Linked DNA regions of Mus musculus: all the other regions are linked to region 1. The links are chromatin contacts, called in public HiChIP or PLAC-seq and promoter capture Hi-C maps. All regions are on one chromosome and are shown on one strand. Each heading gives the region's core, a stretch centred on a gene start, on an enhancer-like site or on the middle of the called end of the contact. The rest is flanking DNA. Distances are from core to core; before and after follow the strand shown.

What was found. Promoter capture Hi-C pulls out the DNA fragments that hold promoters and counts their contacts. HiChIP or PLAC-seq counts read pairs in DNA pulled down with a chosen protein or histone mark.
Region 2: an HNF4G HiChIP or PLAC-seq map of pancreatic cancer cells shows a contact between it and region 1. The contact joins the promoter of Ddx39b here to the promoter of Marchf2 in region 1. A contact is called at or near these places in 3 of 39 promoter capture datasets (hippocampal neurons and liver) and 1 of 115 datasets of contacts at active chromatin or transcription factors (pancreatic cancer cells).
Region 3: a contact with region 1 is called in a promoter capture Hi-C map of liver, with 3 times the contacts expected there. The contact joins the promoter of Ly6g5b here to the promoter of Marchf2 in region 1. A contact is called at or near these places in 2 of 39 promoter capture datasets (liver and pre-B cells).
Region 4: an HNF4G HiChIP or PLAC-seq map of pancreatic cancer cells shows a contact between it and region 1. The contact joins the promoter of Akap8 here to the promoter of Marchf2 in region 1. A contact is called at or near these places in 3 of 39 promoter capture datasets (hippocampal neurons, liver and pre-B cells), 1 of 484 Hi-C or Micro-C datasets (B cells) and 2 of 115 datasets of contacts at active chromatin or transcription factors (astrocytes and pancreatic cancer cells).
Region 5: a contact with region 1 is called in a promoter capture Hi-C map of hippocampal neurons, with 7 times the contacts expected there. The contact joins the promoter of Akap8l here to the promoter of Marchf2 in region 1. A contact is called at or near these places in 4 of 39 promoter capture datasets (hippocampal neurons, liver and pre-B cells) and 2 of 115 datasets of contacts at active chromatin or transcription factors (astrocytes and large pre-B cells).
Region 6: a promoter capture Hi-C map of liver shows a contact between it and region 1, with 3 times the contacts expected there. The contact joins the promoter of Clic1 here to the promoter of Marchf2 in region 1. A contact is called at or near these places in 3 of 39 promoter capture datasets (cranial neural crest and liver).
Region 7: a promoter capture Hi-C map of hippocampal neurons shows a contact between it and region 1, with 4 times the contacts expected there. The contact joins the promoter of Wiz here to the promoter of Marchf2 in region 1. A contact is called at or near these places in 6 of 39 promoter capture datasets (cranial neural crest, hippocampal neurons, liver and 3 more).

Annotation. Positions count from the first base shown.
Region 1 is chr17:33,716,433-33,720,338 of GRCm38.p6, forward strand. It overlaps Marchf2 (membrane associated ring-CH-type finger 2), which reads right to left and starts at 2,245. Exons shown (of 5, transcript NM_001252480.1): 1 at 2,114-2,245.
Region 2 is chr17:35,239,578-35,243,483 of GRCm38.p6, forward strand. It overlaps Ddx39b (DEAD box helicase 39b), which reads left to right and starts at 2,169. Exons shown (of 11, transcript NM_019693.3): 1 at 2,169-2,275; 2 at 3,536-3,873. The coding sequence starts at 3,663. LOC115488830 (a small nucleolar RNA gene) reads left to right here and starts at 3,101; the gene lies at 3,101-3,177.
Region 3 is chr17:35,113,534-35,117,439 of GRCm38.p6, forward strand. It overlaps Ly6g5b (lymphocyte antigen 6 complex, locus G5B), which reads right to left and starts at 1,976. Exons shown (of 3, transcript NM_148939.3): 1 at 1,810-1,976; 2 at 1,585-1,713; 3 at 411-1,279. The coding sequence starts at 1,867. The coding sequence ends at 882. It overlaps Csnk2b (casein kinase 2, beta polypeptide), which reads right to left. Exons shown (of 7, transcript NM_009975.3): 7 at 2,662-2,892. The coding sequence ends at 2,802.
Region 4 is chr17:32,319,051-32,322,956 of GRCm38.p6, forward strand. Akap8 (A kinase (PRKA) anchor protein 8) reads right to left here and starts at 2,188. Exons shown (of 14, transcript NM_019774.5): 1 at 2,035-2,188. The coding sequence starts at 2,053. It overlaps Akap8l (A kinase (PRKA) anchor protein 8-like), which reads right to left. Exons shown (of 14, transcript NM_017476.2): 13 at 2,846-2,941; 14 at 2,374-2,735. The coding sequence ends at 2,442.
Region 5 is chr17:32,348,788-32,352,693 of GRCm38.p6, forward strand. It overlaps Akap8l (A kinase (PRKA) anchor protein 8-like), which reads right to left and starts at 1,790. Exons shown (of 14, transcript NM_017476.2): 1 at 1,700-1,790. The coding sequence starts at 1,712.
Region 6 is chr17:35,047,955-35,051,860 of GRCm38.p6, forward strand. It overlaps Clic1 (chloride intracellular channel 1), which reads left to right and starts at 2,289. Exons shown (of 6, transcript NM_033444.2): 1 at 2,289-2,532. The coding sequence starts at 2,494. It overlaps Gm23421 (a small nuclear RNA gene), which reads left to right and starts at 1,264; the gene lies at 1,264-1,367.
Region 7 is chr17:32,386,016-32,389,921 of GRCm38.p6, forward strand. It overlaps Wiz (widely-interspaced zinc finger motifs), which reads right to left and starts at 1,802. Exons shown (of 11, transcript NM_001372227.1): 1 at 1,558-1,802. The coding sequence starts at 1,744.

The DNA.
Region 1 (3,906 bases), core at 995-3,494:
CCCACACACAGATTCTCAGGAAAGCTTTGTAAGTAACACCTGGCCCTCAAATACGTTAAGTAAAAACTCTGTCACTAAGCTACAGTCCACACTTTTTTTTTCCACCTAGGATGGTATAAACCTTATGGCTATGTGATTCTGGTTGTACCCAAACCTGCAGCAGGCATCCTGCCTCATTTGCCTCATTCTCCTGAGAGCCTGGGCTGACTATAGACATGTGCCACCAAGAACAGCTTCCAGAGATTTCCTTCTTTCTCTCTTTTACTCTTTCTTTCTTTGTGTTTAAAGTCTGGTAAGATGGTTCCGTGGGAAAAGGTACATGCCACCACCAACTCTGATGACTTGAGTTTAATCCTCAGAACCCAACCAGTAGGAGGAACTAACTCCCAAAGCTGTCTTCTGAGCGCTACATATGCTACCATGGGTGAGGGCTCACAAACTCACACATACACAAAACCAAACAAATGGATAAATGTTAAAAACACAATTGTGGGCTAGAGAAATGGGCCAGCAGTTAAGACTATTTACTGCCCTTGCAGAGACCCAGGTTTGGTTCCCAGTACCCATGTGGTAGCTCACAACTGCCTGTGACTCCAGTTCTGGGGAATCCAGCACTTTCTTCTGACCTCTGAGGGCTCTTACATAATACACATAAATTCACAGAGGCACACATACATTTAAAAAAAAAATGGTATGGTGGCACACAAGCTTAGTCCCAGCACCTGGAAGGCAGAGGCAATCCAATCTCTAAGTCAGCCTGTTCTCCGTAAGGAGTTCCAGGACAGCCAAGGCTACAGAGTAAGACCTCAAAAATAAAAGAACTAAACAATACCAAAGTTACACTAAATAACCCAGCGGAACCTTGAAGTCTTCCTGCCTCAGCCTCCAGAGCACCTGACCTAACAGGCCTGTACCACCATGCTCCATGCCCTAGGCACTTTATTCTGCCTCTGTCACTGATACTGTATGTCTTGATTCAAGTTAATTTGCTTTTCTGGGCCTCATCCATCTCTTTCTTACTTTAGGGTGTGTGTGTGTGTGTGTGTGTGTGTGTGTTGTTTTTCTTGGCAGTACTGAGATAAAACAAGGGCCTAGTGCATGCTAGGCAAGTACTGAGCTAGACCCCCAGTCCAGAAACTAAGTTCTAATCCCAGAAGCTCTACTTCCTATTTGCTGTATGGCCTTGGGCAACAGCTTTAACTTCCCTGAACTTCAATTTACTCATTTAGATGAAAGGAATTACTTTTAATACTTCTACCTAGTATGTTTCCCACTAACCACATTAATTCTGACTACAGAGTTTTTTTAAAAGTGTTTTCCCCAGGCATGGTGGCGCACACCTTTAATCCTGGCACTCGGGAGGCAGAGGCAGGCGGATTTCTGAGTTCGAGGCTAGCCTGGTCTACAAAGTGAGTTCCAGGACAGCCAGGGCTATACAGAGAAACCCTGTCTCGAAAAACAAAACAAAACAAAAAAAGTGTTTTCAATTATATTTATTTTGCTTGTATTTTTGCATATGTATGTGGTGTATATTCATGCAAGGGTGTGTCTATGGAGTCCAAATGACAACTTTCTGTTGTCAGTTTTTCTTTCACCATATGAGACCTCAAGACTGAACTCAGACAACAAGCACCTTGACCAGCTGAGCTATCTTGGCAGTCCCTGACTACTGTTTGAAAAACAACATTTTCAGTACAGTGCACTGAGTAGCTTTTTGTGAAGCGCCCCAACTCTTTATAATGTTAATAATCACCCAAACAGAACCGTTATGAAGAGGGTTTCAGAGTGACATTAGTCACTTATTGACCTCCTACTGTATGCCAGGCGCTTTTCTCATCAGCCATTTCCTAAATCATGTTGGCTCCGAGATGACCCACTTTTCCTAGATGGGGAAACCGAGGCTCACAGAGGTTTCTCCTGCGTGGCGAGGCTCGGAGACCTCTCACCAACCTTGAAATGATAATTGAGGTGCCTGCGTCCTGAGCAGGGCTAAGTAAGGCCAAGGGTAGCGCCCTATCTGTCCCGCTCGAGTACTCAGCCGGAGGCTCGAACCCGGAACCTGGGAAACCTGCCTACATACTCGGGTCAGGCCCATTCGCTGTTCCGTGCCTACCTGTTCCGCGGCCGGGCCGGGCGACCGCGCAGGCCCCTCGGTTCTCCCTGGCCCGGGTCCCGGCCCGGCCCGGCCCGTCAGCAGCGGCTTGCTCCGGCTCCGGCGAGCACCTGCGTCCGGGCACCGCCCGCCGAGCAGACAGCACGGCGAACCAATGAAGACTGCCTCTGAGTATCATCTGCCAATCAGCATACACGCCCCGCCCAAGAAGGTGGGGCCTTCAAAATACGGGACGTCCTGGGCGGTCCAGGCCCCGCGGCGCCGCAGCTTCTGACTCCGCCCCTGCTGCGTTCTGGCTCCACCCCCAAAATGGACCCCGCCTCATCCCAGCTCCTCCCCCATCCCAATCTCTGGCTGTAGACTTGCTGCCAGAGCCTGGAGCAGAACAAAGGCGAGCTTAAGTAAACAACTTCACACTTGCCAAATAACTTCTTTCCGCCTTCTTCTCCGCTCCCCCCGGCCCCCGTTTGTTTGTTTGTTTGTTTGTTTGTTTGTTTGTTTGTTGTGTTTTTTAAAGACAGTTTTAATGTAGATCAGGCTAACCTCGTACTCACTCTGTAGCCAAGGATAACCTCTCTGATCCTCTGGCCTCCACCTTCCCAGTTCTATCGGGAGCTAGAATGGAATGAAGTTTTTCTTCCGTGCTAGGCACAAACAGTGTGAACTGAGCTACATTTTTATCACACTTACCAATCCTAGGGTGGCTATGATCACATTTTGCAGAAGGAAATCCGCCCAAAGGGGTTAGAGTTCTGTGGAGGAAACTAAAGCCATCATCATTTACTCATCAATTATTCAAGCAAGACATACATTCAAAAAATGGAGCAACAGATGGTAGAAAGAGCTGTTGAGATAGATCAGCGGGCAAGAGCTCTTGCATGGCAAACATGAGGATCTGAGTTAAAATCCCCAGCATCCACATAAAAGAGCTGAATAGGGCCTCGAACTCCTGTAACCTCAGTGCTGTAGATGGTGTAAACAGGAAGATGGCTGGGGTTTGCTGTCTGCCAATCTAGCACTGGTTTCAGTGAGAGAACACTTAGCAGTACTTGCCTAGCATACACAAAGCCCTGGGCTTGGTCATACATGCCTATAATCCCAGCACCCAGGAAGTTCAAGGTCACCCTCAACTACACAGAAAGCAAGGCCAACCATATGAAGGAAAACCAAAAAGATCAAAATTCTGTAGGAAGCATTATTATGGTCCAGGCATGTGCAAGACCCTGGGGACACATTAACTAATATAAATATTGTGAGACAAACATTAGCGGTTTTTAATCATTGTGTTTGCTTATTTGTTAGAGACAGGTCTTACTGTGTAGCCCAGGTCCTGCCTCACCCTCACAAGCGTAAGATTATAGGCATATGCCACCACAGCCCCACGTTATTAGTATGAATTATTATTCTTACAATGCCTGTGATGGAGCCAGCAGCCTGATACATTAGGTAGGTGCTCCACCACTGAGCCACACCTTAAGCTTCATGGTGGTGGTGGTGGTTATGGTGATGCTGATTTGGTTTGGTTTGGGTTGGGTTTTTGATAGAGGGTTTCCTAAAGCCCAGTGTGGCTTTGAAGTGGATATACAGACAAGGATGACCTGGAAATCCCGCTTCCAAGTTCTAAGTGTGGGCATGCCTGGCATGAGTCACCACGCCCGGCTTTAGTAACATTTTTTTTAATTTGCCCACAGAATATGAACATATAAGAAACAATGTAGAATCACTTTTGTTCAGTTCCAACAGCAACAGTAAAAAGAAGTTTAAAAAGTTAGATGTGCTGGCACAGGCCTTGA
Region 2 (3,906 bases), core at 919-3,418, 1.5 Mb after region 1:
AGAGAGACATTAAAAAAAAAACTATAAGCCAGGTGTGGTGGCGCATGCCTTTAATCCCAGCACTTGGGAGGCAGAGGCAGGTGGATTTCTGAGTTCAAGGCCAGCCTGGTCTACAGAGTGAATTCCAGGACAGCCAGGGCTACACAGAGAAGCCCTGTCTCAGGAAAAAAAAAAAAAAATCTATGCCAAATAAGGCAGTCATGAAACACCAAAGATATCTCACCACCCAAGTCTCACTTGGCAGACCAAAGAGCTCGCTGGAGTTATTGGCAGTATGGTGGGTGATAGGTTACTTATAGGAGTGAGACTGGAGTAGCTTCCCATCAGAAAGTCGCCCACCAGCGTGACTTGTATGCAGACCAAAGAGTCCTGCCACCAGGAGCTGTTTATTGGTGACACAATCTGGGAGAAGTGTTCCGTGTCTTGCAACTTTTTTTCTGAATTTCCTGAGCCTTCTCCACTCTCATCAGGAGGAAATGTTTCGGGGGAAATAGCTATACAAAAGCAAGGAGATTTTTGAAGAGGAGGGACACATGTGATAGGAAATTGGGGTGCTTACACCCTGGTGTTTCCCTGCTAGCTGTATTGCCTTGGCCACCTTGTTTTATTTCTCTATTTTCATATGTTTACAGGAAGAGTGGAGCGGGGCATGGGTCTGCATTCAAATCCTCCAGCAGGAGAATTGAGAGCTTGAGGCCAGTCTATATAACTGCTCAAACTCAGTAACAGAGAAAGGAAGAAAAAAATGGCAAGACAGATGAGGGGCACTCACCTTGCTGTGGCCCCAGTGGCCCAGGTTTTAAGCATTGTTAAAATCACAGCCAGCTGTTAAGACAATCCCTTCCTGCCCTGGCTACCTTAACGAGGACTGTCAGCATGGCCATTTTGAATCTTCTATAAAGTCTTTGAGGAAACCACACAGCTAATGGCTCAGCCAGGATTGTTTCTGTCCTCTCTCTCCTCCCCCAGTGGAGGGTGGAACTTCCCATAGTCCAGTAGCAGGAAGATGTGTTATCACTGATGCCAAAGGGACAATATTATGATTGGTGCAAACACAAGTCTTCATTTGCACGAGTTTGCTGTTTGCTGTGTTTGGTGCAAACACCCTTTGCTGGCTGTAAAGCAGAAAGTTTGGCTCACTTGGGTCAGCTGGGACAAACCTTACTATGCTACCCTCCACAATGTCACATTAGGTCCAGTAACAGGAAGACAGTGGCTAAGAGCCCGCCAACTAGGTCACTAGGAGAGTTCCTGGAAACGCTTCAAAGCTAAAGGCCCAGGTACCGCACTTTCTGGAGCTACAGTTCGTAATAAGTTACCAGGGCCGAGGAATTCCCACTCCTCTCTGATTTATACAAAACCCGCCGGCCTGCTGCTTAGGGCTGCCAAATGCGGAGGGATCAAAAGCTACCAAGCCCCAGCCCAGAGAGCTTATGCGTTGAGCAGGACACAGCCAGCTGGTTGGCAACACTGATACTTAGTGTTACTTTGTATTAATATTAAGTGTCCTTAATAGGGAAAGCCCGAGCTTGTGTTTATGTAGCAAGGCAACAGGACAACACTTCTGCTATATGTAACATCTCAAAGGGAATACCACATGGGGGGAGGGGGATGTCCAGGCTGAATAATGGAACTGAGATTATTCTGCTGCTCTAGTTAGCAAGAATTATGGAAAGGTGCATAACCTCAAACCCCACCATTTATTTAGCACCTAGACAGAATGTAAGCCTCCATCTTTCGATATAATTTTGGGTAAATCCTGCCTATTCTCTGCACGACTGTAATGGGCGTGGTCACGTGTCCCCCTCCCCTCCAGCAGAGGCCCGAGTTAGCCGCTCTCGGGTCACCTTGACTACGAGGCTAAGGACCCCGTGAGAAACGCTTCTCATTCGATCGCGGAGTCCTCCATGCCCACAGAGAGGTGCCCAGGGAGAAGCCTGGCGTGGCAAACAAAACTAAAGTAGAGCCGACCGTCGGAGGGTGTTGCATAAGCGTAGAAGAACAAAATGGAGAGCTCTGCGGGGGAAGACGTGAGTTTCCTGTCGCGCTCTTGCTACTGGCGACCGGAGGAGGCGTCGTCTGAAGCTTCATTTCAAGTGGGCGTTCTGCAAAGCCAGCCGCGGAGCGCGCGCGGCGAAAGCCTGCTTCCGGCTCCTTGCGCGTGCGCCCTGGCGGCCGGGAAGGCGGGAGGCCGGGGCGAGCCTGGAACCGGAAGTGAAGGCAGCTTCCCGCCTCCGTCCCCGTTGCTGCCGCCATACACGCTCGCAGTGCTTAGGTAAGCTTTGGCCCTGTGCACCATCCACCGCCATCTGCTTCTCCCGCGGCTCGCCCCGCCGCGCGGGTCCCTGATACCCGGTGCCGGGCCGGCGCCGTGGCCGCCGGCGCGCAGGCGGGCGTCCAGTTCTGTTGTCTTCACCCCTTTCTGAGAGCAGATCTTGGCGGGGAGCTGGGAGACAAGGGGGGAACGATCCAAAATGGTGGCCTCGGCCGCCATTGTGTCTCCGCGCTTCCTGGGTGTTCCAGTGGGTCCTCTGCCCACCCGGGGCCGCGGCGGCCGGAGGCGGCGCCAGGAGGAGGGCGGGGCCCCTCGCATCTCCCCTCCGGGCCTTTTCTTGCTCGCCCAGGGATGGGAAGATCTCGCTCCGGGGCCCGTCCAGCCCTTTGACCCCGCTTTCGCTGCCTTATTTGGAGCTCTCTGTGAATGGCTGCCTCTGTGCGTGGCCGATGGTGTCGCGCACTTCTGGGGAAGCTTTTCCGAGAGCACTGCAAGGCGTTCCTTTCTAAGGCCACCCGGCTCACACTCTTAATCCTGCATCGTTCTCAGCTGTGACCTTAATTCCTTAGTGCGACTTTTAAAATTAACTTTGGCAGCGCTGAGCCGAACCTTGCGGCCTCTCGCGTTACTAAGCAAGCACTGCCATTGAACTGCACACACCCATCTTTTTCAAAACAAAAAAATTTTTTTTTTCTTGAAATGGAGCCATTCATACACTTCCCACCCTCCGCCCCGCACCACCCTCCTTCCTGCTTCTGTTCCCCGGTCCAGGTGTGCGCCGCTGGGACGGCCACTCGGGGGTTTCTGAGCAAGAGAATAGCGGCAGCCACATGATGTTTGCATTTGGGAAGTGAGCGCTCTGCGCAGTGCTGACCCTTATCTATCACCCTTGACTGATGGCTGACGTTGGGGATCACCACCGTGAGGTGGCAGGAGAAAGCGCAGTCTCTGTCTTCCCTTGTCCTTTGTGTCTCAACCCTCGTGTGAGTCGTTAGTCACGCTCATTTTACTGCGGTCTCCCAGTTGGCTCCTGCCTGTCGAAGTGTGTGTTACAAAGTCTGGTTAGCGGTGGAGCCCACTCTGTCTCTCCCGTCTGGTGTTCCCGTTTCTTATGTCATGAGTCTCTTTGTTAACTCTTCTTTCGGGACAAAGGTTTCACAGTTTAGGGAAGAATAGGACGGGTGTAGGGATCGACGAGAAGTGACGAGTCCATTCGTGACTGATGAGTTTTTCCGGTTTTTTTGTTGTCCCCTCTCCCAGCTCTTCTGTCGGAAACTGGTGTCTTTCCCCTTGCTGTTCTTCAACCCCTCTCTTTGGCCCTTGCTTCCTCACCTGCTCTGGGACACCTAACTCAAGAGACCTCCCTTCTCCCCCTGCCGGCCCAATTATGGCAGAGAACGATGTGGACAATGAGCTCTTGGACTACGAAGACGACGAGGTGGAGACAGCCGCTGGGGCAGATGGGACCGAGGCTCCCGCCAAGAAAGACGTCAAGGGCTCCTACGTCTCCATCCACAGCTCCGGCTTCCGAGATTTTCTACTCAAGCCAGAGCTGCTCCGGGCCATCGTTGACTGTGGCTTTGAGCATCCATCAGAGGGTACATTTTATTGTTGGGTGTAGAGACCTTATT
Region 3 (3,906 bases), core at 726-3,225, 1.4 Mb after region 1:
CAGCTATCACCTCTAGCATTCGAGATATAATGCAAGGTGCCAGGACCCTTGAAGTGATCCAGGTTGCTCACTACACAAGGACATGGACTTGAGTTTCTTCTTAGGTGAAAACCTGGCACAGGACGTGAGTTTAATATTCCAGGCTTTGGAGGTTATAGTTGAAGTAGGGCATCTATCTTCAAACTTTGGTCTTTAGCTAAGCAGAGGGGAAGGATGTGGCCTTTTTGGGTAATTTGAGAGGAAGCCATAAAATCGAGTGGGTGGGGTTTGGTAATCCCGTTTGAATCCCACACTTAACTCTTTGACCTGGCTACACCTGCCTACATCTGAACCTGACAGACAGACATACACACACACACACACACACACACACACACACACACACACCCTGCCGAAAAATGTGACACAGATTTTGCCAAGTTTTGATTTATTACGGAGGAGACATGGGAGCCCCTACAACCCCTCACAAGGCAGGCAGTCAGGTGAAATGATGAGACCAAGGACAGCGGACCAGGATGGTGGAGATAGTGAGATAGGTCGCTGTGCCAGATGTAAAGGTATGCAAGTCCACCCTTGGGCCTGGCTGCTGAGGCTCGGATATGGCATATGACCAGACTGAGGGTACACGGAGACAGTGACACTCAAAATGGGATTCATTGTCAAGTCAGCCTTGGTGAGAACCGTCCTTAAGTTTCCTGAAAAGGAGGAGGACAAACCAGCCCCAGATCCAGGGGCCATACAGAATTTGGCCATGTAGAGCAGAAAGCTTAAGAGATCAGAGGGCTCAGAGGATCTGAGTGTTCACAGACCGCAGAGCAGGATGCTGGGCCCCTCAAAGGAAGAGTCTCTCAGACAGAGCAGAATCTAGGAAGGGGAACACATCAGGGTCTATCCCAGGGAAGGACCAGAAGTCCTGAACTGTTGAGGAACAAGTATATTTGGCGAAGGTCGGCAATGGACAAGCCCAGCTCCGGGGGCAGAATGAGAGACTCCAGGCCCTCAGACACCTTATGAGCATGGAAGCCAGGCTGAGGCAGAGAGAGGTTCAGGGCCTGGTAAAACTGTTTTATCTGAGACGCTGACAGGGGCATGCCCAGATGGCTTCCTGGGGACCCACGCAGGGTGCTCTGGTGCTGAGCACTGGACCAGGAGTTGCAGTAATCGTACTGGCAGCAATCAGCCTTATACAAGTAGTCTGATTGGTAGATCACATGCCTTTCTTGACATCGGTAGGAATGATGCTGTCCACAGCCCCGTACGTGGAAGCGAACAGTAGTATCTAGAGGAGAGGGGACAGTTATAACCCTGGTTAATAGCTTCCCACTGTTCCCGAACCTCTATCTTCCTGGCATTCACGCAGACCTGACTTTAGTCCATGAATTCTCAAAGACAAATTAAAAAAACAAAAACAAAAACACAAAGGGGGGGGCAGAAAAAAAATAAATCAATTCATTTGTCTGCATACCCCGCCTCCCCTTCAGAGATGCCACTCTCTTCCTCGTGTGGCCCAAACAACCCTCATGCTAAAGAGACCAAGCTACACTGCTCTACCACCCATCAGTCCTTGCCTAGAACTTGGCTCACTTTTATAGATGGTGATCACCATACACGGCGATGGAAGGCTGATGGTGCACTTTTCTGAGCCAGAAATGCAGCCTAGCGAAGGGTCTTCTAAGAGGCACAGGTGGCAGGTACGGACTCTGGCAACTGGAGCTTGGCACAGAGGATAAAGGAGATGGAGCCAGGAGCTCTTTCAAGCACACCCAGGACCAGCTGTCCCCACTCCTCCCAGACCCTGGTCTTACTTACCCTTCCCCATCGCAAAGCCCACCATGGTCAGCATACCTACAAGCACGCGGGCCCTCATTATGGAATTTGGGGGAGAGGAGCAACTCCCACAAAGTACCCCCAAGCCCCACCTTTCTTGATCTTCAGAGGCAGAATGGGTTTGACAGGCAGTCTGAGCAGAAACTGATGTGGGTGCAGAGGTGCACTCCTGCCTGAGGCAAGATCCTGACCAGAGGAGGAAGTCATCTATTGGCAGGAAGAAGGCCTGTCCTCACCCACATTGTCTGGTTCCTGTGTAGGCCACAGAAGAGCACCAGCTGGCTCTTTATCAGGTGTCTTCATCCTAGACATGCCTTGAAAGGCCTGTACCCCCACTTCAGGGACCTGTCTCTGCCACTACCTGCTGTCCACCCACACAGTAGGCTTGGCCCCCATTATGCTGGGAGAGGTTGGCCAGAGACAAGCCTTCCAACCTTTTCCAGACGGCTCTCAGGTCTCCCAGCAGGGGGCACACAGACACCACTGAGCAACAGTTGGGGCTCTCTGCCTCCTCTCCAGTTTTATTTATTGTAGGGTTACATTCCCTTTAACAGCAAGACTGAGGGGACTTCCCATGAAGTCCCTACAGCAGCCACAGCCACAGCCCCAAGAGAGCAGGTGTTCTCCAACCTCTGAAACCTTTCCCTTCAATCCTGCACTTGCGCTCACCCAACCTAGAGTGCTGCTCTGACACACTATCTGTACATGGTACAGATTCATGAAGCCGCAATCTGGGCTGCTTCCAACCTAGGGAAGATGGGCTAGAGCAAGAGGGTCCCTGGAGTGCAGTAGCCCACCCCTTCCCGACCCCAGCAACACACAGTAGGAGACAGCTCATGGCCTTTTCTTCCTTTATTTCATATTCCCACCACAGTAACAATTCCTTTAATTTAAACTAAAAACCATAGACTTCCTGAAAGGGTGGCAGCAGAGGAATGGTGGTGTCACAGACAGAGGGAGAGGTGGGTGGGCAATCAGCGAATAGTCTTGACTGGGCTCTTGAAGTTGCTGGCGGCTTGGAGCTGCAGCTGGTAAGCCATTGGATGGATCTTGAAACCATAGAGCCTGGGTGAAGGAGGTCAGAGAGGCAGCACGGTAAGCTCTCTGCTAGCTCTGCCAGTGGCGGCCATCCCAGCCTCCTCACATCGACTCCACAGGACCCCAATCTCCTTGCACATGAATACATGAAACATGTCTCTCTCTTTCTCTTATTTGGGGAAGGGCTAGTTTTTCAAGACAGGGCTTCTGTGTCTAACAGGGCCTTGGCCTCAAAATAAAGAGATCTGCTTACCTCTGCCTCCCCTTGTGTAACCATCCCCAGCTTAAAAAAATGTACCATAAACATCCACTAAAATTAAAATTCCAGGCCAGGTAATGGCCTGCCTCATTTATAGTCTTATTTATAGCTTGAGATCAACTTAGCCAACAACGACCCTGTCAAACATTCCCTGTGGGGGCTGGTGAGATGGCTCAGCGGGTAAGAGCACCCGACTGCTCTTCCAAAGGTCGGAAGTTCAAATCCCAGCAACCACATGGTGGCTCACAACCATCCGTAACAAGATCTGACTCCCTCTTCTGGAGTGTCTGAGGACAGCTACAGTGTACTTACATATAATAAATAAATAAATAAATAAATCTTAAAAAAAAAAAAAACATTCCCTGTGCCTCTCACAACACCTGTGCCAAACCAACCAACCAACCAAAAACTCACAGTGAAAGTATAGCTCAGAGAGAGAGGATGGTTCGGCAGGCATGAGGCCAGGGGAAACTTCCAACCCACACAGGAAATTTCAATTTTATTAAGATTTAGTACTGCCGGGCATGGTGGCACATGCCTTTAATCCCAGCACTTGGGAGGCAGAGGCAGGCGGATTTCTGAGTTCGAGGCCAGCCTGATCTACAAAGTGAGTTCCAGGACAGCCAGAGCTACACAGAGAAACCCTGTCTCGGAAAAAAAAAAAAAAAAAAAAAAAAAAAAGAAGATTTAGTACCTGTTCAAAATAGAATCTTTCTCCCCTGGTATACAGTAAAAAAAAAGATACCAGGATGATAAGTCTCACTAAATCACAAAGCTAAGCA
Region 4 (3,906 bases), core at 938-3,437, 1.4 Mb before region 1:
GGGGTGGCGGGAGGGAGGGAACCAAGTTTAGAGGACACAAAACACAGCATTAGGTCACAGTGCCCACTGTACTGGCCTAGCCGCCACATAAGCGGGAAAGCTCAGAGTGCTGCCAGTTATGCCACGAAACTGGGAAACAAGCTAGAAATTCGGTGACATAAACGTTAGGCTTTGCTTCCATGTAACTAAACACTCAACACCCCAGCTTTCAAGCCTCCCTCTGACCTTCTAAGTCACCCCCTACAACACTCCTTTGAACAGAAAGGGAATACATTCTCTTCATTTGTGTTTTTGGAGCCTAGCATATAGTCCGATACAGTGGCACAGTCCCAGGCTGTCGAATGACTTCACTTTGACAGTGTTAATGGTTAGTTCCCTTTCCAGAATATCCCAAAAGCCCCACTGTAACACAGTCCCTTAAATGTGCTGACAGGCACTCAGTACGGCCATACCTAACTGCTACTTAGAAACCAGGGAGGGGCTGGCCAGATGGTTCAGTGGTTAATCGCGCTGACTGCTCTTCCGAAGGTCCCGAGTTCAAATCCCAGCAACCACATGGTGGCTCACAACCATCCCTAACGAAATCTGATGCCCTCTTCTGGAATGTCTGAAAACAGCTACAGTGTACTTACATATAATAAATAAATCTTAAAAAAAAAAGATTCTTTTTCTTCTTCTTCTTCTTCTTCTTTTTTTTTTTTTTTTTTTTGGTTTTTTGAGACAGGGTTTCTCTGTAGCCCTAGCTGTCCTGGAACTCACTTTGTAGACCAGGCTGGCCTCAAACTCAGAAATCTGCCTGCTTCTGCCTCCCAAGTGCTTGGATTAAAGGCATTCGCCACCACGCCCGGCTAAAAAAATTCTTAGTTAAAAAAACAAAAAAACCAGGAAGGCTGCAAATACCCTAACTGTATCTGTAAAATTATTGGCTGGTAGAAAGTGGGAGTCACCATGAAGTTCCCTAGACCAAAGAAGTATAGCAGGGTTGTGACAGGTATCTATCTGGTGGAAAGGCTAAGAATGGAAGACATAGATCTAGGATCCCAAAGGCAAAGAGCACTAGGCTGATACCCAAGCACACGTGTTCATCACACCTCAGGCCTCTCTGGCAAGTCCAATTCTAGGGATCTTGTTACTCTGCTGCCTCTCAAGATCCCTTCCTTAGCCGCCAGAAGCCACTAACCACTCCCTGTGCCCACTTCCAACCCCATTCCACATGTTCCAACTATCTCCTGCGGGTAAATCTCCGTACAGAGTCAAGGCCTCCCAGGAGATTAAAAGCAGATAGCTCGAGAACCGACGCCTAATTACGAAAAGTTGCTGACATTTAGGTTAGGAAAGGCAACGTTCCCGCTTCCGCAGACCCCCGTAATGTTACAGTCCAGAATCCCAGCCCCTCAGGCAGCACACCTCCCACGAGCACCTCACGCCGCGTACACTGCAGAGACCCAGCCAGGTTTTCCCAAAAAGCTGCACCGGGTGTAGCCGCAGTGCACAGCTGGGCCGATCGCGCGCTGCCCGTAAGCCTTCAGAAAAGCGAGCCCGGGGACACGAGCTCTCAAGGACGACCTGCGGAGGATGAGCTGAGACTCTCTCCTCGCTACGGCCGCCGCAACCCAGCCGGACCTCAACCCCCTCCACCCCCCGCTTCCTCAGCGTTCGCTTTAGCCCCGCCCCTGGAGCCGCCATTTTGTGGCGTCTTCGGAAGAGAAGGCGGGACTGAGACCGCTCGGGTCCTGGGGTCCCGCAGCGATGAGAGCCACTCGGCTTGCACAGTGAAAGCGGTCCAGAACGCATCCAGAAACCGGCCACAGCGTCGGCCTTCGCGCCTCATCCGCACCCCCCGCCCCGAGTCCTACCGGCCAATCCACGCGCGGCGCTTCGGGAACGATTGCGCAGAGGCCCAATAAGGGAAGCGCGCGCGTCCGGGACAACTCCACACAGAACCGGGCTGCGGCAAGTGCGTTCCGGCTGCAGGCTAAGCCCGAATACCACATGCGCCAGGGTCTCCCGTGGTGAAGAAGAGCCCACACTAACCTCCGTAGCCTTGCTCCATGTCTGCGACGCGACCCGCCAGCAGATCCTTGTCTTAGATTCGCTCAGAACGCATGCGTTCAACGTGCTGTCTGCTACTGGAAGACGAAGAGCGTACGTCTCTTTCTGGGCGCTACCATTGGTTGCTCAAATGGGCCCGCCCCCGCCGATCCGCCCAGCCTTCCGGGTTGCAAATCTACAGCATCTCGGGAGTTGTGCCTCAAGGGTAAGCTAGTGCGCAAGAGCGTCCAGGTCCGCGCACGCGTGAGCGGTTCTAGCGCGTTTACCCGCGCGCAGGCGCACTTCTAGGGGCCCGCCCTCACCACAGCACAAACGAAGACCTCAGATGGGAAAGCACTTTATTAGGCTGGACTTCCAGCCTCGGCCACGGGAGCCCTGCCGGGTAAGGGTTATGGACCCCCACCGCCCTCCTCGTCGTCTTCCATGTCGAGGCCCGGGATCCCGCGGATCTGACACTGCAGCGCTCCGCCCAGCAAGGGTACAGGGCTCTCCTCCTCTTCTGGTGGTGGCGGAGGTGGCGGTGTTGTAGTCCCTGGGGCGGGCTCCAGGGGCACGGGGGGCTGTGCCGGCACGCCCTCTGTGAGCTCTGTCGCTTCGCTTGGTGCCCCTTCATCCAGAGCGCCAGCCTCCACCTCGTCTTGTTCCTTTTCCTCCTCTGGGTTGTCAGTGAAAGGATTCTCGCCCTGTAGAGATGGATAGAGACTTTAATGGGAGGTAGGAATCACTGGGATAGAATGGGGACCAGGCTCACACAAAGGTCAGGACTAGGACAGTGCTTTCGCCTTTGCCTCACCTTCAGATATCGCTCCAGCTTCTTGCTAATGAGCTTGTTGTTGAGAATACTGCGGGCCACCATAAGCGAGGACTTCTTGGACTGCTCCATCATAAGCTATGGGCAGGGCAGACAGGGCTGGTGAGGCTGCTCTAGGAATCCAACAAACCCAGCTGAGGTTCAGATTCACCAATAACTAGTCCTAGTGTCTGTAAGTGACCTTGGGCGTAATTCCAGTCAGTCTGGACAGGCATGCAAGGAACTAGGATTCGATCTGATCACCCACACCTTATTTGCTGTTTGAAACCTGATCTGCTTACATAGAAACTATAGTAAGTACTGGACTTAGTGGCACAGGCCATGTAACTCCAGGACATTAAAGTGGAAGGCCTACCTGGACTACAGAGTTTAACGGTTTACATGGTTTGACTATGTCTCAGAAAATAAAAGACGGCTGGGAGCTAGAGAGATGGCTCAGCGTAAAGGACTTGTTAGTATTTCAAAGACTCAGGTTCATTTTCTGCCACCTACAAGGTGGCTGACAACAATCTCTAATCTAGTTCCCAGGAATATGAAGCCCTCTTCTGGTTACCACAGGCACCAGGCATGTGAATAGTGAGCATATGTGCAGGCAAAACATACAAGAAAATAAAAAATAAAAAAATAAAACGTAAAAAGGGGGAGGGGGCCAGCTGGAGATAATATAATAATTTGATGATAGAGTGCTTTCTTAGTATTCTTAAAGCCTTAGTTAGGTTCAATCCCCATATATATACACACACACCAGATGTAATAAAACTTATTAAAAGTAAAACGTAGGGCTGGGCTTGGTGGCCCATATCGTTAATCCCAGCACTTGGGCGGCTGAGGTAGGAGGGCAGATCTTCCTGAGTTCAAAGCCAGCCTGGTCTCAGAGCAAGTTCCAGGACACAGAAAAACCTTCACTGCCACCCCCCTCCCCTCAATTCCAGTGACAACAAAAAAAGTAAAATGTAAAAACAATAAAGGGTCTGGCAAGATGACTCTGGGTAAAAGCACAGCTTGGCAAATTGAACCCAATTCTAAGGTCACATACAATAAAG
Region 5 (3,906 bases), core at 540-3,039, 1.4 Mb before region 1:
AGACACACACATTCAGGAAAAACACTCATATGAACAAAATTAAATAAACAAATTTATTAAAAAAAAAAAACACTGAAGGGTTGGAAATATGCTGCTCAATTGTGAGGACGAGAGTCAGATCCTAGAACCCATGTCAGGCGGCTCACTCACAACCCTCCGTTAACTCCAGTTTCAAGGGACCCATGTTCTCTTCTGGTCCCAAGGGGCACCTTCATACATGGCTGACACACTCACACAAACACATACATGTAGATGCAGACAGATACATGTAAATAAAGTAAAGTATGTTGTGGTGGAAGCCATACTATGCGCTTCAGGCTGCAGAGTTGCAGCCCTACCCTTTATCCACTAGATGTCAGTAGCACTGCATACCAGTCCCCCACCTCCACCCCCCCCCTGCCCATACACACATTATATAGATAAGACAAAACAGGACTCCAGATATTGCCAAATGTACCCCTGGGAGGTGTGAGGCAGGCAAAATCACCCTGGTTGAGAACCACTGGCCTAGAGGATGGTTGTTAAAAATCCCAAGGTTCTTGGCAAGCATTTGACCCAGGGGCTTAGGAGGACTGGCATAAAGCTCAGGTTCCATTGAAAGCCTTAAACATTCCAAACAGAATGTGGGTTATCCAGCAACCACTTAAGTTCAAGCCTGAAATACCTCCAGTAAAGTGGGAGGCACTGTCTGTGGCACTGACTGATAAGTTTCATTGGCAAACCCAGGGAGCCTTGGCAACTAACTCACTCAAGAATGATTCTACAGTCACTCAAGCATATTCCACACCCCTCACCATGCTCCTCACCCACCTTCCTCTTTGCTCAAATATCACTGATCTAAGTAGGTAGGCGGTTCCAGCCCAGTATGTTTTACAGCGACAGCTATCTTTACTCTTTCCTATTTTGCTTACATCTCTTCTTAAACGTCACCCTTCCCAGAGGCTTCAAAGCTCTCCGTGTAATGGCTGAATCTCTTCAGGATACCCAAGACCCAAAATAATATATTTATTGTATTTTGTCTGTCCTCGCCTATAAGATGCTTAAGAAATTCTTGTCAGCATTCAGTGTCTATTCAGCACCTGATTCGGTAAGTTGAGTGGAAAGTAGTCATTCGTCACCAGGGTTCAAGCTTGCTCTCTAAAGCTCCCTGCAACGGTTCAGAGCCTTCATATAGATTTACAGATTCTCACCGCCCCCTGGGGGAGTGAGGTAGGGGAGGTTGGCTCTCCCCCCCTCCCGCTTTATACCAGATGAAGTGGGGGGAGTGCCATGAGTAAGGGTCTGCGACGTTTTGCACAGAAACTGCTCAAGGGAGGCAATGGCGACAGCAGCCGCCCCAACGGACTGATCTCAGAAGCTCAGGCCTGAGAAGCGACGTCTTAGACGTGGGTGTCCGTGGGGCACTAGCCAGGGAATGACGAACGGAGGTGCGGGAAGCCTGAACCTAACGTTGAGGCCCAAGACCTACGGTCACAGAAGACACAAGCAAATCCTTGAGTAGCCAGGAGAGTCCAAGATGCCCGGCTGAGGTCAGTGAGAGCCGAAGCTTGAGGGATGCGACCCCGAAGGGAAGAGCCTAAGACGCCATTTTGTGACCACAGAGGGCAATGACCACGACACTACAAGAGGAGATCCTAGCATGACTCAGCCCGTCCTGACGCCCCGGCCCAGAGCGCTGCCTTCACCCTGTTGGGCCTACCTGTGTAGCTCATGGCCGCAGAGAACACCCGAGCCGTGGACACAGACCGCTACTCTGCGCGTCTGACGCCACAACAATCCCTGGGGTCCTTCCACACACGCTCCAGCCCCGCCTCCTTATCTCATTGGCTTCTGCAAACCTCGGACTTCACGCCTATTGGTTTCGCTACCTGTCTATTTTTACACCTCTTCGTGACAGTGGTTGGAGATACTGCCAACCCCCGACGACCCCGCCTTACTCTCCGCCTCCTGTTAACAAAAACCTGCGCCAATAGGCCAAGGGGAGAAGATGGAAAGGTTCGAAGGGGCGGAGCTGCATGCAACCTAGAGGTCCGAGCCCACGCGTGTGCTCGCCTGGTGTGTGCGAGCGAGACACTTGCCAGCGTGAGCAGAGACGACCGTCTTGCGCCCCGCCACTGAAATGAAGTCAAGAATGGTAAAGCCATGTTGAAAGGAGAAAATTAGTATCTAACTGCTAAACAAGGTCCTGACAAACGTTATGTGAGATAACGTTAAAACAAACGAAGAAGGCCATGTGTAGTAGCTGACTTCTGTAACCCCAGAATACCGGAGCCTGAGACAGAATGACTCGAGTTTGAGGTCAGATTATACTATATGAATTCTAAGCCACTCTGGGTTCCAGTGAGTCCCCGTTTCAAGGAGGGGTAAAGAATTAGGGCCAGTTTCACAAAGTAAATAGTAAATATTATTTTCTTATTAATCGTTACATAACAATTAATAGTGTTTGTAAGGATATAGCTTGGTGGAAAAACATTTTATCCTAGCATGTACAGAAGGCCTTATGTGAGCTCTCCAACTGCAAAATAAAGATGCTTTTGAAAATTTTATGTGTATTAGTGTTTTGCTTGCGCGTGTCTGTGTGAGGGTGTCAGATCACCTGAACTGGAGTTTCAGACAGCCCTGAGCTGCCATGAAGGTACTGGGAATTGAACCTGGGTCCTCTGGGAAAACAGCTAGTGCTCTTAACTGCTGAGCCATCTCTCCTGCCTCTCAAAAACCACTTTAAAAATAACTGTTTATGTGTATGCTATTTGTTATACAAGTAGTATATCTCAATGTATCATATATTATTGCAAATGCTTGACATAAGAACCTATGTTCAATGCTCAGCTCCACAAAACGAAAAATGTAACCCAGTACCAGCCTTGTTCTAAGCACTATGCCTGGCTCCTCCTGGCTGTGTGGAAAGTCACCATGGGAGGTATCCTTGGAAGAACCCTAAAAATAAAACAATGGATAAACTACAGCAAGCTCTGCTTCTATGATTCATGTACCTTCTTATGGTTTTGAGAAATGTTAAAGTAGGTGTTCTATTGGTATTAAGGAATGTTTATCAATTCTTTTTAGGCTTATGTATTTGTTTTGCTTGAATATATGTCTATGCAACTACATGCACCCCCAGTGCCTGAGGTGGTCAGAAGAGGGTACTGGATACCCTGGAGTTACTGTGAGCTGCCATGTGGGTGCTGGGAACCAAATCCAAGTTCTCTGTAAGAGCAGTGTGTGTTCTTTGCCATTGAGCCACCTCTCAGTTCTTGTTAGCAGTTTCTTTAGGGGTAATAACAATGGCATTCTTTAAAAGGCCTAGATCCTTCAAAGAAACATACTGAAATAGTTGATATGATAGCCAAAACTGTTCTTCACAATTTAGTTGGGGCAGGGGAGGTAGAGAAGTATAGATTAGGCTGTTGCTGTGATTAAAAGGGCTTGTTTTTACCATTTGTCCAGATACAATGTCCTGACGATAATTTCTCCCCACTTTTGCAAAAGAAAGCCAGTTGCAGTGGACCATGTGCATGTGACCCGGGAACATGCGACATAAGTCCGCTTTATGTGTACTGCCTCTTTGGAGTGCCATACTTTCTGGAATCCTAGATAAAGTACAGCCCCATGATATCTCTAGATCCTGCAGTTTACTTTGTAGCACTTGGTGTGATTTCACCCAAGGTCTTGTTTAATTTCTGATGTCCTCACAGGTTGAGCTTAGCCTAAAAGTTAAGATTGTTTCTTTGAGACCATGGAGTGGTTTAAGCAAAGACTTAAGCTATGCTCAGGAGTTTTAGGAAAAGGTCTGTTGTGAGAATGGTATACGATCCTTGCAAAAATATACAGCTATCAGTGTAGAGTAACGTGTTACTGTGTACAAAGATACAGCTGGCTACTACCTATGTAGTAGGTAGGAAGGAC
Region 6 (3,906 bases), core at 1,039-3,538, 1.3 Mb after region 1:
GGCAGCAGAAGAAAAGAAGAGCTGGAGAAAGAAGAAGTGGGAGCTCAGAGATAAGATGGCAGTCTACATTTTTTTTTTTTTTAATGCAGTCCTGGCTTCAAATCCAGGAGCACTGCTGGGTGATCCCAGGACAGAGCAGCCTGGAAAATAAAGGCAAGATAACGCATTTGTGTGTGCGTAGCAATTCAGGCAGCCACAGTCAATAGTGATGATCAGAGCAGCTGCGGCCATAAAGACAGCCAAGAGAGGCAGCCAAACCTGTTTGAATCTAAAGTTTCTCCCAGCGATCTAACTGTGAGCAGATTGCCCGCTGGCCACTTGCTGACCAGAGGGAAAAAAGGAGGTGTCTGGGAAATAAGGCTTCATGGAAGCCATCTCTCTTATCAGTGGGAAGAGGCTCTGGTGCAGATCTCAAGGGTCAGCATAGAGGGAACATTCTTAGGACTCAGCTGGGGCTCACGCATGAGTCAGTCTACAACTGTCTGCAACGCTGTAGTTCAAAAGCCCAAACACCAAGTATATTCTGCCTTCCTGGGGAGGAGAGAGATAAGCCAGCCCCCCCCCCCGCCCCCCGCGCCCCAGGGAGGAGAAAGCTCTCAGAAGAGGAAGCACAAGAGGAAACCACTAACTAACTGCTGTTCCAGCAAACATGCATCAATTCACCTCAGCCCTCCCTGCCTCTTTCAGTTTCCAGCCCAGTCTTTCCTCTCTGTCTTTCCAAGTCCAGAATATTTTCTTCAAATATGTCTGTATATGTGTGTGTGTGTGTGTGTTAGACTGAGAAGAAAAGAAAGCTAGTCGATAGTAGAGAAATTTAGAGTGTGGAGGTTAGATATTGGCAGACATATTTTAGGTTTTTTTGTTTTTTGTTTTGTTTTTGTTTTTTGTTTTTTCGAGACAGGGTTTCTCTGTATAGCCCTGGCTGTCCTGGAACTTACTTTGTAGACCAGGCTGGCCTCGAACTCAGAAATCTGCCTGCCTCTGCCTCCTGAGTGCTGGGATTAAAGGTGTGCACCACTATGCCTGGTTTTGTTTTTGTTTTTAAAAAAGGTAGAAGTAGTAGGCAGGGCAGTGGTGGCGCATGCCTGTAATCCCAGCACCTGGGAGGCAGAGGTAGTCGGATTTCTGAATTTGAGGCCAGCCTGGTCTACAGAGTGAGTTCCAGGACAGCCTCAACCACACAGAGAAACCCTGTCACTAAAAACCAAAATACACAAACACACACACACACACACACACACACACACACACACACGAGTAGTAGAGCTCTCTTCAGTAGCACTCACACTAAAATTGGAAAGATACAGAGATTAGCATGGCCCCTGCGGAAGGATGTCACGCAAATTTGTAAGGCATTCCATATTTTTATTTGCCTGTGCTTTATCTAAAATCATTTGTATAGGTGGGTAATTAAAAGATACTGAAGTGAAAAAAAATAGGTAGTAAAGTTCTATCTTTATACTAAAGTTAGACCCTCCAGAATCAGGCCTCCCAGGGAAAGTGACACCCCCCCCCCCGTCTTATTTACTTAGATGTCCCCCAAGACTCTGCTCACACTGACCTGTCTGACCTTTCCTTTTTTTCTTCCCGTGATAGAACCAGTCGCTACCCCACCCACCCCAGGATGAGCCCAGTGCTATCCTAGAACCAGGATAAGTCTCCAAGGCAACATTCACCATTGAGAGGAGGGTAAGGGGCCCGGGTTGGGGAAAGTCTAAGCTTGGCCAGGCTTCCAGAGGACCGCCCCCTGCCGTGAAGCCTGGGCTCAGCTTCCTGTTTCCCCTGCATCAGGCCTCCTGGCCTCTGGCGGCCTGTGTCTTGGAGTGCCCTTTGCCAATCTGTAGTCCTCAGCTCACTATCTCCTTCCCGATCCCCCTCCACACACGCAGAGCACAGTCCCAGCAAACCAGAAGACTGACTGGATAACTGAAAACAAAACAAAACAAAACAAAACGCAGAACCCTTGCATCCTCAAACTCCCTTTCTGCACCTCCGTGGTCACTTCGCTAGTGTCAAGCTTCCCTGTTTGATAGTGGCCACCCTTCTCATTAACGAAGCGAGGAAACTGAGGCACGAAAATGCTGCTGTGTTTAGGAGAGGTCAGGGAATCGAGGAAGCCCCCGGACTTCCCTTCTAACACCTTATCCCTGGGATCCCGAGACCTCTGACTTCAGTCCCGGACCCACTCCCACGATCCCCGTGTCCCCTCCCCTCATGTCCCCTCCCCAGGTCCAGGGCGGGGCCGGCCGGTGAGTCAGCTGCTCCCTGAGCTAAACAGGAGGGACCGAGGTGGAGCAGCTGGGTGTGGGGTGCACTGGGCCTGTGGGGAAGCCGTGTTGGAGCGAACTAAAGGGTCTGATCGGACTTGGGTTGCGCCGAAGGGACAGCCCTGAGTCTGGAGGAGAGAATCCCGGACCGTGAGACCCGCCTTCCCTTGCCCCGGCCCCTCCCAGTTCCCCCAGCGACGGCTGCTTCCTGGTCCCCGACGCAACCATGGCTGAAGAACAACCTCAGGTCGAACTGTTCGTGAAGGTAAGAACACTTTCTCTTTCTTTGGCCACTCTCAGGATTTCTGCAAGTCAGTCCTCCCCTCTCCTGGGCTCCAGCTCAAACTCCCCAACCCCTTCCTAGTTGACCCCACTCCCAGCCCCGGTGCTGTTTTGCTGGGGGCAGGGTGGGCGGGCAGACACGACTTGTGAGACGGTAATGGGAGTGCTAGACTCGCCCTGGGAAGTTTATAGAAGAGGTTTCCAGCAGCCTAAAGGGGAGAAAGGTAAAGTTTCAGGAATGAGAGAGTGAATGGGGTTCGGTGCGGGATCCAGGGGGATCCAGACAAGAGAAGGACCGAGAAAGGGACAGTGGTGGGGTTCGAGAAGGTCAGGAGAGTTGGCTACGACGTGTGGCCCTATGAAAGAAAGAGAAAAATGAAAGATGGGGCAGAGAGAACGTGGGGAGAGAGCGAGAAAGAGGGAGGGAGAGAGGGAGAAAAAGAGGAGAGGAGAGGAGAGGAGAGGAGAGGAGAGGAGAGGAGAGGAGAGGAGAGGAGAGGAGAGGAGAGGAGAGGAGAGGAGAGGAGAGGAGAGGAGAGAGAGAGAGAGAGAGAGAGAGAGAGAGAGAGAGAGAGAGAATGAATAAGAATCTGGTAGGGTTGAAGGATGAGTGTGTCGCATGGTGGAAGGAAAGAGCCTTCACGAAGAAGCAGCACAATCAGTGGCTGAGATGACTATCCCCCAGCTGAGGCAGGAAGGAGATTAAAGTTTAGCAGTAGTTACTTATGAAGAGAGGAGAGGAGAGCTCCAAAGGGGACAGGAGACTCCTTGGGTTAGATGTAAATGCCGGGCTGATACCGGGCTGGAAGAAAAAGCCCCCTCCCCCTGAGCCCTCCCCCTTTACACTATCCTCTCTGTGGGTGTGGTCAAGGCAAGCTGGTGCTAGGCTTTTGGCTTTTGGGTTCGGAAACCGCTGGCTGCCGCGCTCCTCCTCTGCCCAGGCCTGTCCCCTCCGGCACCACCCTTCCCCATACCCCCGTGCACGTCCCTTCCTCTCCGGGCAGGTCCTCTCCCAGTGAGCACATTCGCACTCGTTTTTTGCTTCTCGGCCTCTCTTGGCATTCCTTTCGTTCTTCCCGTCTGTGTGTCGGTGTTCTGTTTTTCTCTATCTTTTTTTTCTGGGTTTTCTCTGGCTGCCTTTCCCAGTTTCTTGGCCCAGGGAAGTGAACTGGAGCCTGGGTCCGCCCCTTAGGTGTGGTCCCCACCTCACACTCGCCTCCAGGGGCTATTTTTACCCTGGGCGAGGAGATGCTGTAGAGATCCTGGCCCTTTGTCCTGTGACGAGGATCTTAGAGGACCAGAGGACATGAGTGAGGGTTTGGGGAACTGTAGGAGTGGCGGCAGCTGCCTAGGCCTC
Region 7 (3,906 bases), core at 552-3,051, 1.3 Mb before region 1:
GTCACGTGCACATACCCACATACAGACATTCATTCATACCATAAAAATAATCAAAACTTAAAAAATAAGATGAGGCATGGAAATGTAGCTTAGTGGGAGAGTGCTTGCCTAACATGTAAAATGCACAAAACAAAATGCCAGGAGAAAGAACAAGTGAATGAAAGGGAAGTTAATTTAAAACTAAAGAGGGCCGGGCATGGTAGTTCACGCCTTTAGTCCCAGCACTCGTGAGGCAGAGGCAGGCGGATTTCTGAGTTCGAGGCCAGCCTGGTCTACAAAGTGAGTTCCAGGACAGCCAGGACTACACAGAAACCCTGTCTCAAAAAAAAAAAAAAAAAAAAAAAAAAAAAAAAAAAAAAAAAACCAACCAACCAACCAAACAAACAAACAAAAAAACCAAACAAACCAAAAAACAAAAAACCCAAAAAACTAAAGAGGAGGGCTGGGGCAGAACTCAATGGAACAGCTTTTGCAGAGTATGTGCAAGGGCCTACGTGCAATCCCCAGTTCTATAAAGAACAGAATAAAACAAAGAAGGAAGAGGGGTGTAAGGCCACACTACTGACTTCACCCCTCAGGGTTTTGAATTTCCCATTCCTAACATGAGATACTAAATAACGGAGGCTCTTCCGACAAAGGTTCTAAGTATGATGTGAATTGAGAAGACAAAGAACTTGGCATGTAGGAACCACAGAAGAGGTGCTCGGAATTTATTAGAAGGCCAAGTTTTGGGGGACCAGCCACACCAGATTCCTGTTAAGTCCTTAAACATACCAGGCTCCTCCCCTCTGCAGGGCCTTTGCCCATGCTGTCCCGCCACCTGCTGGGCACGTCCCACCACTCATTCTGTGCTGTGCCTCAAACACCACTGTGTCAGGTGGCTTTTCCTGGAGCGCCCAGCCATGGTCCTGGCACTCAGTTTAATATCTGCATAGCCTGCATAACCTGCCCTTATGACATCTGCTCAGTCGTTCCTTGTCCACCTTCCCTTCTGGAATGCCAACCCCTGGAGGACAGGGACTTTTGTCTCTTTATGATTATTTCCCCAGCACCCAGAACAGAAAGTGGCACAGCAGGTGCTCAGTGTTTAATAAACGAACAACAAATTGTGAGGTGGGGACAGTGTGAGCTAGCCTTGTATGGGGTAAATCAAGATGGAAAGAGGCAACTCGAATCTCCCCAGACTTTACCTTACCACTAGAGGGCACTCGCTCAGGAGCTCCACTCCATCAAGACTGCAAGAAGGAACAAGTGGGCTTTGGGCAAAGAGCTCAGGGTACTGACATGGGATTTGGATACAGCTGGTGTCCAGCTTAGAGAGGAAAGCCAGGACACTACAAGTATGAATCCCAGTTTCTTACATCCAGTCATGGGCTCCCAAGACATCTGTTTTCATAAGGGCAAACTGAAAAGCGGTACGTGGAGCACTAAAGGAGGCTATGTGCATCGAACAGAATTCCAATTGCAACTCAGCCCCTGCTGGGTGGGGTGACCTGACTCTCTCTGGGCCTGGGGGACCAAGTGGGAAGCTTCTTTAGGGCCACAGAGCCCTCTTACCAGAAATGCCACTTCTGCCATCCAGAATGTCTCGAGGGCCTTCTTTGGTGATTGGCAGGTAATGAGAAGATGGAAAGATATCACCTTCCCCCTCAGCAGCCTCAGCCCCACTCTCGATGTCCTCTCTTGGAGCGGGGCCTCGAGGATGATCCGGGGCAGCCAGGCCACCTGCCAGTAACCCCTCCATGGGTGCCAGCCGTGAATCTTCACTCAGTACCTGGCAGGTTCAGCAGGACATTGTGGGCCTGGAGACAAAGACAAGGAAGACCTTAAGAGAGTAAGAAGAGAATTCTGTTTGTTCTCCCCTCTCTCAGAACCCTAGTCCTCTCCTTCAAAGCCTATGGCCTCAGTTTGTCTCTTAGTTGAAGTGAGGGGTTAAGTGGTGTTGAGGTTCCATTCACTCCTATTATAATCCAATCACCTCTACTGGGAGCGAGTCTCAGTACACTAAAGCGTTCTCTTTCCCCAGCTTCTTCACAGCCTCCATTCACCACAGTTACACACGCACATTCAGTCACCTCAGCCCTCCCTCATCACTCCTTCCACCTCCACCTATTCCTCCCATGGCTCACTCACAGCTTCACCGTGTCCAGCTGCTTTCCTGTGACTGCATAACCTACAGCCATGCCTCCAGTTTCCAGGGTCCCCGCTCTCTCCCCAGTGCAGGGTCTCGAGGGCCCCCATCTTTGCCCTTATACTTTACTCACTTCTGTTGCCCCGTATCAATTACCCCTACACTTTTCCAACATTCACATCCTTCTCCCTACCCAGGAATGTAGGGTTATTAACCCCTTAGCCTCTCCACACGCTCAAGTGACCCCACCATTAACCCTTTCCCTTCTCTTAGCATGATCTCTCATGCATACCAAGCCTGGGCTCCTCCACCCTGCCACCTTCCAATAGTATTGCTTGCATCCTCCACCGATATTGGTTGTTCTGGCCCGAGGATGAAAAGGACCGATGGGGCTCCTGTTTCAGAAATAAGGACCCTGGGGGGGAGGAGGGCGATTGTCCTCTCCACCTATAAATACCTTCAAGGTAGAGCAGAAAGTGAAGGGCAGGAATGAGGCGCTCTCCCCAGGGAGATGGTGGTGAGGCCCGGCCCAGGCAACCGGGGCGGGGCCGGGGCTCCAGGCCTGGTAGCAGGCGTTGCCCTCGAGGGCCTGGGCGCTCCCGGGGGGCCCTACACAGGGTGGGTTGACAGTCTTGGCTGGAGGGGTCCCTGCCCAGGCCTGGAGAAAGCACCTGCGGGTGCCCACTCGGGTAGGCACTGCTGGCGGGGATCGGGCAGGACCGCAACTTCGGAGCACTTTGGCAGCTTGGGGAGGGGGCTCCAGTCCAGATGGTCGTTCCCTACCCCACCTCCCGCAGGGGTCGCAGAGGTAGGGGCGGCGCTGCGCGGACGCACCCTGCGGGGAAGCCAGGGTCCCCAGGATGCGCCCTTCGCCCGTGCACCTCGGGGCGGGAGACCCCGCGGGACGAGCTGAGGTGGGGGGGGAGACACCTGCCTCGAGACCCCCGATCCTCCCCCCACCTGTACAGCCCCGCCCCCTGCAGGCCCCGCCCCTGCAGGCCCCGCCCCTCCCCCGCCCCAGGGGGTCCCGCCCGGCCCGACCGGGCCCAGGCCTCCCCTCCCTGCTCCAGCTCCGCCCCGTCCGCGAGCTTCCCGGGCTGGGTCGAGCCTCACCGGGGGAGGCGTAGTCGCTGGCCGGGAACTCCCCTACTTCATAGGGCCGTCGCTGCCACTACAGCTGCTGCCCCTCTTGGTGCCGGTGCCACGGCCTCCGCAGCCACCGCTGCCTCCACAGCTCGGGGGACATTGTCCCTTTAAATCGCTCCCCCCCCCACCGCCCCGCCCCTCCCCCCCGGCGTGCCGACGTGACCTCAGCGCGACAGCCCCGCCGCGCCGCCATGATGAGGAGGTCTGCCCCCCCTTGTGCCACTTTGGGGGTGGGGTGGGGAATCCAACGGGCGCGCCGCCATATTGGGAGTGGCCAAGCAGGTCACCCTTAAAGGAGCCGCAGGACCTTAGCGTCTAGGGAGGGGCTCTGTTACCATGACAACATACTGTCCTCTGCACCCCACTGGTTCTTTCTATACTAGGTTTGTTAATAACATGTAGGTTTGTTAATAACAGGTGAGTTCACAGCAGGGAAACGTAGAAGTTTTCTCTCGGATCATTCATAGCTCATTGAGGACTCCACCCAGCATCAGTTCTTAGCTTTCAATCTCTGCCAGTCATAAGGTCAGTCGTCTTTCCTCGTTGTTTGTATTGGACGTAAACATCTCCATTACTTTACGTCTGTACCGAATGTTAAGCTCTCCTCCGCCTAGGTTTTGGGATCATGG